Linked DNA regions of Nothobranchius furzeri: region 2 is linked to region 1. A link is a contact called in public Micro-C data. All regions are on one chromosome and are shown on one strand. Each heading gives the region's core, a stretch centred on a gene start, on an enhancer-like site or on the middle of the called end of the contact. The rest is flanking DNA. Distances are from core to core; before and after follow the strand shown. Region 1 overlaps ankrd11 (ankyrin repeat domain 11). Region 2 holds the start of ankrd11 (ankyrin repeat domain 11).

The links. A called contact is a pair of places that touch in the nucleus more often than the background predicts.
Region 2: a contact with region 1 is called in a Micro-C map of tail fin, with 19 times the contacts expected there. The contact joins the promoter of ankrd11 here to the enhancer-like site in region 1. A contact is called at or near these places in 2 of 2 Hi-C or Micro-C datasets (skeletal muscle and tail fin).

The regions. Positions count from the first base shown.
Region 1 is chr9:64,651,542-64,656,207 of NfurGRZ-RIMD1, reverse strand. The region is part of intron 4 of ankrd11 (ankyrin repeat domain 11); the gene reads left to right. Among protein-coding and RNA genes, the nearest start is that of slc22a31, 28 kb to the right of the region's middle. Within about 2 kb of position 3,132, at least 1 of the 3 cell types and tissues checked has an H3K27ac peak or open chromatin away from gene starts, as enhancers often do. A contact at or near this core is called in tail fin, where this site is marked.
Region 2 is chr9:64,820,916-64,824,969 of NfurGRZ-RIMD1, reverse strand. ankrd11 (ankyrin repeat domain 11) reads left to right here and starts at 1,747. Exons shown (of 14, transcript XM_015953336.3): 1 at 1,747-1,975.

The DNA of each region.
Region 1 (4,666 bases), core at 1,883-4,382:
AAAACAAATCAGCGACCAACATAGCCACCTTTCTTTGCAAGGACACCCAAAAGCCTGCCATCCATGGATTCTGTCAGTGTTTTGATCTGTTCACCATCAACATTGCGTGCAGCAGCAACCACAGCCTCCCAGACACTGTTCAGAGAGGTGTACTGTTTTCCCTCCTTGTAAATCTCACATTTGATGATGGACCACAGGTTCTCAATGGGGTTCAGATCAGGTGAACAAGGAGGCCATGTCATTAGTTTTTCTTCTTTTATACCCTTTCTTGCCAGCCACGCTGTGGAGTACTTGGACGCGTGTGATGGAGCATTGTCCTGCATGGAAATCATGTTTTTCTTGAAGGATGCAGACTTCTTCCTGTACCACTGCTTGAAGAAGGGGTCTTCCAGAAACTGGCAGTAGGACTGGGAGTTGAGCTTGACTCCATCCTCAACCCCAAAAGACCCCACAAGCTCATCTTTGATGATACCAGCCCAAACCAGTACTCCACCTCCACCTTACTGGCTTCTGAGTCGGACTGGAGCTCTCTGCCCTTTACCAATCCAGCCACGGGCCCATCCATCTGGCCCATCAAGACTCACTCTCATTTCATCAGTTCATAAAACCTTAGAAAAATCAGTCTTGAGATGTTTCTTGGCCCAGTCTTGACGTTTCAGCTTGTGTGTCTTGTTCAGTGGTGGTCGTCTTTCAGCCTTTCTTACCTTGGCCATGTCTCTGAGTATTGCACACCTTGTGCTTTTGGGCACTCCAGTGATGTTGCAGCTCTGAAAAATGGCCAAACTGGTGGCAAGTGGCATCTTGGCAGCTGCACGCTTGACTTTTCTCAGTTCATGGGCAGTTATTTTGCTCCTTGGTTTGTCCACACGCTTCTTGCGACCCTGTTGACTATTTTGAATGAAACGCTTGATTGTTCGATGATCACGCTTCAGAAGCTTTGCTGTTTTAAGACCGCTGTATCCCTCTGCAAGATATCTCACTATTTTGACTTTTCTGAGCCTGTCAAGTCCTTCTTTTGACCCATTTAGCCAAAGGAAAGGAAGTTGCCTAATAATTATGCACACCTGATATAGGGTGTTGATGTCATTAGACCACACCCCTTCTCATTACAGAGATGCACATCACCTAATATGCTTAACTGGTAGTAGGCTTTCAAGCCTATACAGCTTGGAGTAAGACAACATGCATGAAGAGGATGATGTGGACAAAATACTCATTTGTCTAATAATTCTGCACTCCCTGTACATGCATACATACACACAAACACACACACACACACACACACATAACAGGATCGATCGATCGTGTTGGTTTGTGGAAATGACTTAAGGTGGCCTAAAGTACAGTATTGTTAACTCACGTGGTTTACACATGTCTGCCCATGAACAGTTGTAACACTGAGTTGAACTTTACTAAACTCCTACTCGCTCTAAATAAAAACAAAACTCTGTTACTGAGTAAGATGACCAAATCTCAGGCTGGTAGAACCATTACACACTACTATGCTCTTCATGTACGTTGGAATTTCTCACAATACATTCAATAAGGCATTGAGAAAACATCCTGTTGGTTATTTCCTGCTCCTTCTCTCTTAACTTCCTGTTTATGCAACCTTCACGACTCCCAAAACGGAACACATTTCACTCTCAACGTGCAACAAAACCTGGTTGGGCTGGTTGGAGTGGTTATTCTCGCCATAGCTTCTGTCGGCTTACTGAAGTTTTTGTTTGTTTGGGAGTTAGCTCACACTGTAGTATTGTCTGTCTGCCATTAAACAAAATTCCCTCTTAGAGCCTGCCCTTTACATTTGATGTGTCACCTTCTCCTTGGCTCAGGTGGTCAGTCTATTCACAGGGTGACCGTCCATAGCTAGCTTGTGTTTCCCATCTATTCTCCCTTTCTCTTATCTTCTTAATCAAGTTTCAAGTATAAGAAGAGTACGGTTACAACCCTATCTTCAAAGTGAGTAATATCACTTTACTGAGACACATAAAAGCAGGGTTCCTCGGACATTCAACAGGGAGGGACACAGTGGAAACAGTAGCAAAATGTCAAGTTTATCGAGCTTTTTGTTATTTTAGCCTTTAAAGTTATTCTGTCTTTTTATTCTTACAGGATCAGTGTCATCTTTTTTGGATTAAGAATTTCTAATTATTCGTTTTTGGGGCTAGCTGGTGAAGCTAGTTGGTTTAAATTCATAATAATACCCTCTTGATGCCCAGTAATAATAAGGGAAATGTCACTGTGTTCTGTACCAGATCCATATGGTGTAGACGATCATGTTGGTGTTCTGCCCCTGATGATGAGTCCTGTATTAGAGACTGACTCAAACATTGTTAAGCCACATATCCTTTATACGACTGCATCCTGCTTCCCTGTCTTGTAAACATAGCGTGGAAACGCTAGCTTTGCAGTTTTCTGTTCTGCTGCACAAAAAAACATGTTGAACTGCTTCTGTGGTTCCCGCTGTTTTTACAGAAGGAATGTCTCTAATGGTGAATGCTTGGGAGAACGTGAGAGTGTATCAAAGAGTGCTGAAGGGCGCATTAACTATAAGTGTTCACAGATGTTGGTGAAAGTTTATCTTCTCTGTACATGTGACTGGAAAAATAGTTTCCTGGAAATCCTTTATGCACCGGAAGCGGGAGCCTCAGTGCTCGCTTCTTGCCTTGTTTACTTGTCTGTTTGTGGCCTCGAGCTTCGCATGCAGTCTTGGAGTGAGAGAAATCCCACAGAAATCAGGCTCAGACACATCCGCCGCTGCTCTGAGCTCGAAGGTTCAAACAAGCACTTTAAAAGGGTTTCTTTGTGTTTGGGGGGGTCGTATTGCTGTGAGAGTTTGCTGTTAGCAGTGGGGCTCATCTGGTTAAATAAAGGGTAAATAAAAATAAATAAACTTCATTCTCAGTCATGAAGTGTTGTACTCATGTGCAGCTTTACCCTTTCTATGGGTCATCAGATGGTATGTTACCACTGAAAATAATTGCTGGGTGTGTCTGTGGAGCAGCTGCTTTTGTCCAGTGGCACTGCGTCTCCAGTAATCCTGGCAGGCAGTGGTGACCTTGGCAAGGCCATGTTGAACTGAAATATATACCAGCTATTTCGTAATAACAGCAGTTCTGCCAAGTCACACACCCCCCCCCCCCCCCTCCCCCCTTTACAATTTTGGCTGATTGGCTTGGAAACGAGCAGACATAAACACTGCCTGCTGGCCCTCCCTTTCTTCAGGGGCTGCTGGGTAATGACACAAAGGGGACCCACCGCTACCTACAAACCACTCGCACACTATGCTGCTGTTTGTTTGTTTTGTCTCTAGTCTAGCTGAAAGGCATTTAAATTGAAACACAGTTGCAGTGGAAATGTCTTTTAAAAATTGTAGAAACAGTTTTAGTCGTACTCTTTTAGAGTGCAAAACCAGTGTGAGCTTTAAACATCCAGCTTATTCTGTTTGGTCTCATGTTGTATTTTAGCACAACCCAATTACAAATAAAGCTGCTCCCATGTTTGTATTTTTGTATCTGCAATCCCATTAGAGTGTGGAACAAGGGACTGAAATGTGGCCTGCTAAAAGCTACTTGTTAGCCAGTATCTACTGAGTTTGTGTGACAGTGTCTGAATTGGTGTTTATAATGACCGTGTTTTCATTTCACTTTTTATTCATGTTTAAATTTATGTCTGATAGAGAAATGTAGTTTACTTGTTCTCCTTTAACATTTAGTCTGTAACTCAAACAAAGCTGCTGGGTTTGTGATATTGGAGGGGTGAGCGATGCTGCAGCTCTCCAGCTTGGCTCTCAAATGCAGAACAAAGGTGGGGGTGAATAAGAGGATGGGTAAAAGCACTCTGTAGGTTTACATGACGTAGGGAGATATCAAGTGATTGCATTAGTGTGACATTACCTGGACTTTTAAAATGCACGTAAACATTTTAGTCTGAGATTGTGCTGAATTGAATTAGTCAAAGTCAGACTAACACACCCAAATAATGCAGTTAGAAGTGGAATTATTCCTGCATGTGTGTATGTTCATTCATAGTCAGACTGACCCAGATGCTCTGAGCATGCTCCACTGATCCTGCCATAAGCTTTGACCCAATATCACAAACAACATGGAAAATCCCAAAAGCACTCTTTACTTACTCTTAGTGAAGAGTTGTGAAGTGGTTTCCAATTCAGCCCTCAATGGTTTCTGTCATTCTGGCTTTTAGAAAAAGCATTTTATTATATACGATTAGGCGGAAAAGAGAAAAGGGTAGTTGGACATATTATAGTAAGGGAAGGAATTCTTCTTGTGCACTTGTACTTTTAGCTACAGCGTAGTTTTATAAAGCTAAATGAGCCCAGATCTGTCTTAACCATATATTCTTACCACAGATTGATGTTAGAGTTTTATCAAAATAAATCTTAACAAGAATGATTGGGTGATTGTCTACATTTTAAGTCTGTTAAACAGCTGTTTTGGGCTATTATTTAGGTAGTTTTGTTGCACATCCTTAAAAACACATGCTAGACTGAGATCAGTCTGGATGCAGTAGCAAATACTCAGCCACGGTGCAGTAAAAAATCATCTGTAGTTAGTGCACATAATCATAGGTAAGAAAACCACAAATGGAATGCTAATTTATTCCTCCTCTTAATGCGTGTCCATGTATTAATGCATGCAGTTTA
Region 2 (4,054 bases), core at 498-2,997, 170 kb before region 1:
TGTTTGTTAACCAGTCTAAGTGTTGGGATTTTTGTTTTGAAAACCAGTTCTGAAAAGCCTGACATTAAGAATTTGCTGTGACAAGTGTTTCAGAATCACATAATGTCTACACATAGTTCCAGAAGAAAAAATATATAGAAATTTAACCAATATAGTGTACTTTCAAATACAGTATATTCTGTTTAATTATTCTAAGGTTATTATTTCATATTATTTCAGTGTTGAATCGTATTTTAGAACATTTAGAAAAATGTGTTAATTTGAAATAGGAAATAACACTCTTTCTGAGATTTTACATGGATGAAGAAAAAAGCTTCATATTGGTACCAAGAGCTAAAAAACGTGAAAAATTATTCGTGTGTAAGTTTGAGTGTTTGCTATTATTACACAAATAGCAAACAAATAGCACGAAAAAAGCAATATTTTAAACTCCATCATTTAAAAGTGAATATCTTAGAATAATTATCTATATCGATGAAAGGTGTTGATTTACAACCATCCACCAGATGGCGACCTTGTTCAAGAATACTCTATGGATCGCTTGAACCAGAGAAATAATGTAAATGCGCGTTTGTCTTCATTTACACAAATGAGTGGATTTTATTATTTTTATGTGTTTTATTTGTTAATTTCTAAAAAATATATGTTGTTCTAAATTATTATAACACTACTTAAGTTTTACGACGACACTCCTCTTCAGTAGCTACAGTCGGGTAATTTAGCTTATAACGTGTTTAGTACCCAGAAAACATAAACTAATGTTTTATTTCCCACCGCGGTTGTAAACAACTACATAGTCCAATGACACACGTACGGGTCAGTGTGAATGGCATGTGAAAACCCAATAAGTAGAGAGACGTTTTCCTCGAACCAATAGGATTTCTCGTATCATCCCTTTGCGGATACGTTCAATTTTGCACCGGAACGCTCCGTTTATCCGCTAACTTCATCTCCTAAACACAAACTCTTGTAAAGCGACAAGATTGTGCCATTTATCAGAGCGCTGCTTAGATCATTTCTTTTGGGATAGGAAATCTAAGACTAAAAAGTGCTTTTTTGCATTTGAAAGAAATATAAATTGAAAGATCACATAAGAATTTAACAAATTATTGCTACTTCTTTAGAAATTGTATTGCTACTTTTTTTTTAGAAATTGTATTGTTTCAACTTCTTAAGTGCATAAAAATTTGAATGATGCCACGTTCACAATATTCTGATTTACGTTTTAAAAAGAAAAACAACAACAGTATGGATGTCGAAGGATATTAAAACGAGTTCACCCAGTGCCCGAACTCCATTTCCTTTTCTTACTCCTCCAACTGCATAATGGAGAGTTGTCTCTTGTGCTGGAAACTACGACGGGGTTTCAGCCATATTGGTGCAGTGATGGGGTTTACTGTAACAAGAGGCTGACGTACTGTGAAGATCCAAAATGGCGTCAGATTCCTCGCGCTTGAAAGGTTTCCGCCCCCAGCGTGTGAGCCAATCAGAAAACTCCTTTCATCCCGGATGCATTTCCGCTTCAAGCGTCTACACAACTGAAGTCAAAGGCCGATCGAAAACCGCTCGAATGGGTTGGCGGAGAGGATTAAAGCGAAACAAAAATATGATATTTTGATGCTTCACGTTTTCCCAAACAAGCTTGACTTTGCGCCTATGGACTCCGAATGGTGCTTAGACTGCGACGAAGACGCAGTAGCGACGCTGTAAACTATTTTTTTGGCGGATATTCTAGTCTCCTTTTCTGTGGACGTCTGTTTGTTGGGTCTACACGGTTTTAACAAGCTAGCGCTAGCCTCGGCTCTGGCGAGCTGCTTTTAGCTGCAATGGTCGTCGCAAGCTTATGCGGATGTCTCCGGAATTTATATTGAGCCGACTGCAACAAATGGGACTATCCAGCACCAGTCGAAAACGTTGCGGCATCGACTAAACATTAACGATTCTAATAAAAATTGGAAGTAGTTGGGATTAAGAGGTAAGTCTCACGTTACTGTTTCTGCTTGGCTAACATGTTAACAACAACAAACCGCTGCTGTTGCCCACGGTTCAACTCTGGTTGTATGTTGCGACAAAGGTCAACTTTGTTTCTCATAACCTTTTATTGGCGTTATCACTGGAAATGGACGTCGACGTGGTTATATAATGGCTATTTTTTTGTTAAACAACCTTCTTAAACGATCTTTTATGAAACTGAAGTCAAAAAGTTTGAAATATTGATCAATATTTTATTACAAATTACATTTAGTTGTAGTATTTAAGGTTATTTGAAGGTACGCAGTTGGACCATTGGCTGTGCGTGATAGTACAAGAACGTTGATGCTTTACAATTAAATATAAATATACTGAAGGGGCAGCTGGTGATTTACACGGGAAATGCGTTCATTTTGGATTGAACGTGAGTTTCTGAGCGCTTGTTTTGGATTAATTCACCCCACTTGTCTTTGGAAACACTACATTTTGCTTTCACTATAGGGGCATTTCCATTCCCCCAAGAATAATTAACATTACAATATTCCTCTAGGGAGTGCACCCAATAGCATCCTGATGTTGACCCATTTTAAATGGCTGACTGGCACTTAGCTCATTTGGAGTTGATCCAACACACTACTCACCTTAGATTATGTTTAAACTAAACATTTTATAATCCTAGCATGTTGCATGAAGTCTTTCATGATTAGTTTAAATCCAAGATTTTAGGCTGGCTCTGAATTAGATCCTCAGAGCCAAAGGCAACGAAAGTCCGTTTGTTTTAAAAGAGTTGTTGGCGAGACCATTTTGAAGCGTTCACTTGCTACCCGGAATTACCTGTTTTATGGGTGCCTGTGTATCTGTCTATCTGAACACGTGTGACTGAAGTAAATGGGTAGGTTTGGTAGTGTGCATGTTTAAAATAAAATGTGAAAGAGTTGGTGGGATTTAAGGTAAGCTCCAGTAGAAGTGGAATATGGAGGAGAAGCTTTCCACTTTGGTGCAGTACCAATGATGAGAAAAACACTGCAGTGCTGCTGGTGGTGTTTTCCTCCAAGCCACAGTGTGTTGTAGCTTGTAGGGGCGCTCATGTTGACTACACTGCAGATGCAGTGATGTATATCTGTTTATTTTAAGCTTGGGTTCCATTCTCTCTATTTTTTATGTCTGTGATACATTTAAAGGCTCAGTGCCAATAACATCTATTCACATATTCAGTTACTTTTGATGTGTATAAATAACAGAATGATATTTTTGCTACTTTGTAAATAGTCATATTTATTACATGTCCATTGTCTGTGGATCTAGTTTCTCATTAACTTAAAATATGTATCCAATTGTTATTCATCCACTTGTGCTCTCTGATTGGTACATTTTAAATATATATATATATATATTCATGGGCTAATTATTGGTTAGCTATTGGACTTTTCCAATCCGTATGCCTCATCCGGTTCCCATTAGTGCTGGTGAGATTTGGCTCCTGTTCCCATAAGTGGTACCAGAGAAACATGGCATACCCTCTGTCTGCAACAGGAAATTGAGCCCTGCTGGGGTTAGAAAGGTCATTAGCCCAAGAAAGAGAGGCTGGCTGCTTTTCTGTGAAACCGCTCTTCTGGCTATCAGCAGATGTTGTCTTACAACTCTGTAGACTCTGTTAATGTCTGTTCAACCAGCGTGTAACGCATTTTTTCAGGCTCTGTTTTGTAAATATGACTTTAGTTTCCTTCATTGATCTCCTTAAAACTGTTTGTCTTTATTAAGTAGAACGCTGCATGTTTTCTGCTCGTTAGATTGCTGAGATGAGCCACAAAGCAGTGCTTTATTGTACATGCCTAATAAAAGTGAAACCAGGAAAATATGGCCATCTTGGTTGTCTTTTCCATCAGTGGGGTTGTGTGAGAGTTGCTGTTACACTGAAAAGCTAAACCAAATACAGGGTTGTCATCCGGAGAGTGGTGCTGAAAGGGTTGGAAGACGTTTTTCAGCACTGCAGTATAGGGCTGCAGCTATCTTTATAATGTTAAAAATGGAGTAAAAATAAGGAAACACTGTGTTTATTCCGTTATTTCTTTATTTAAAAATG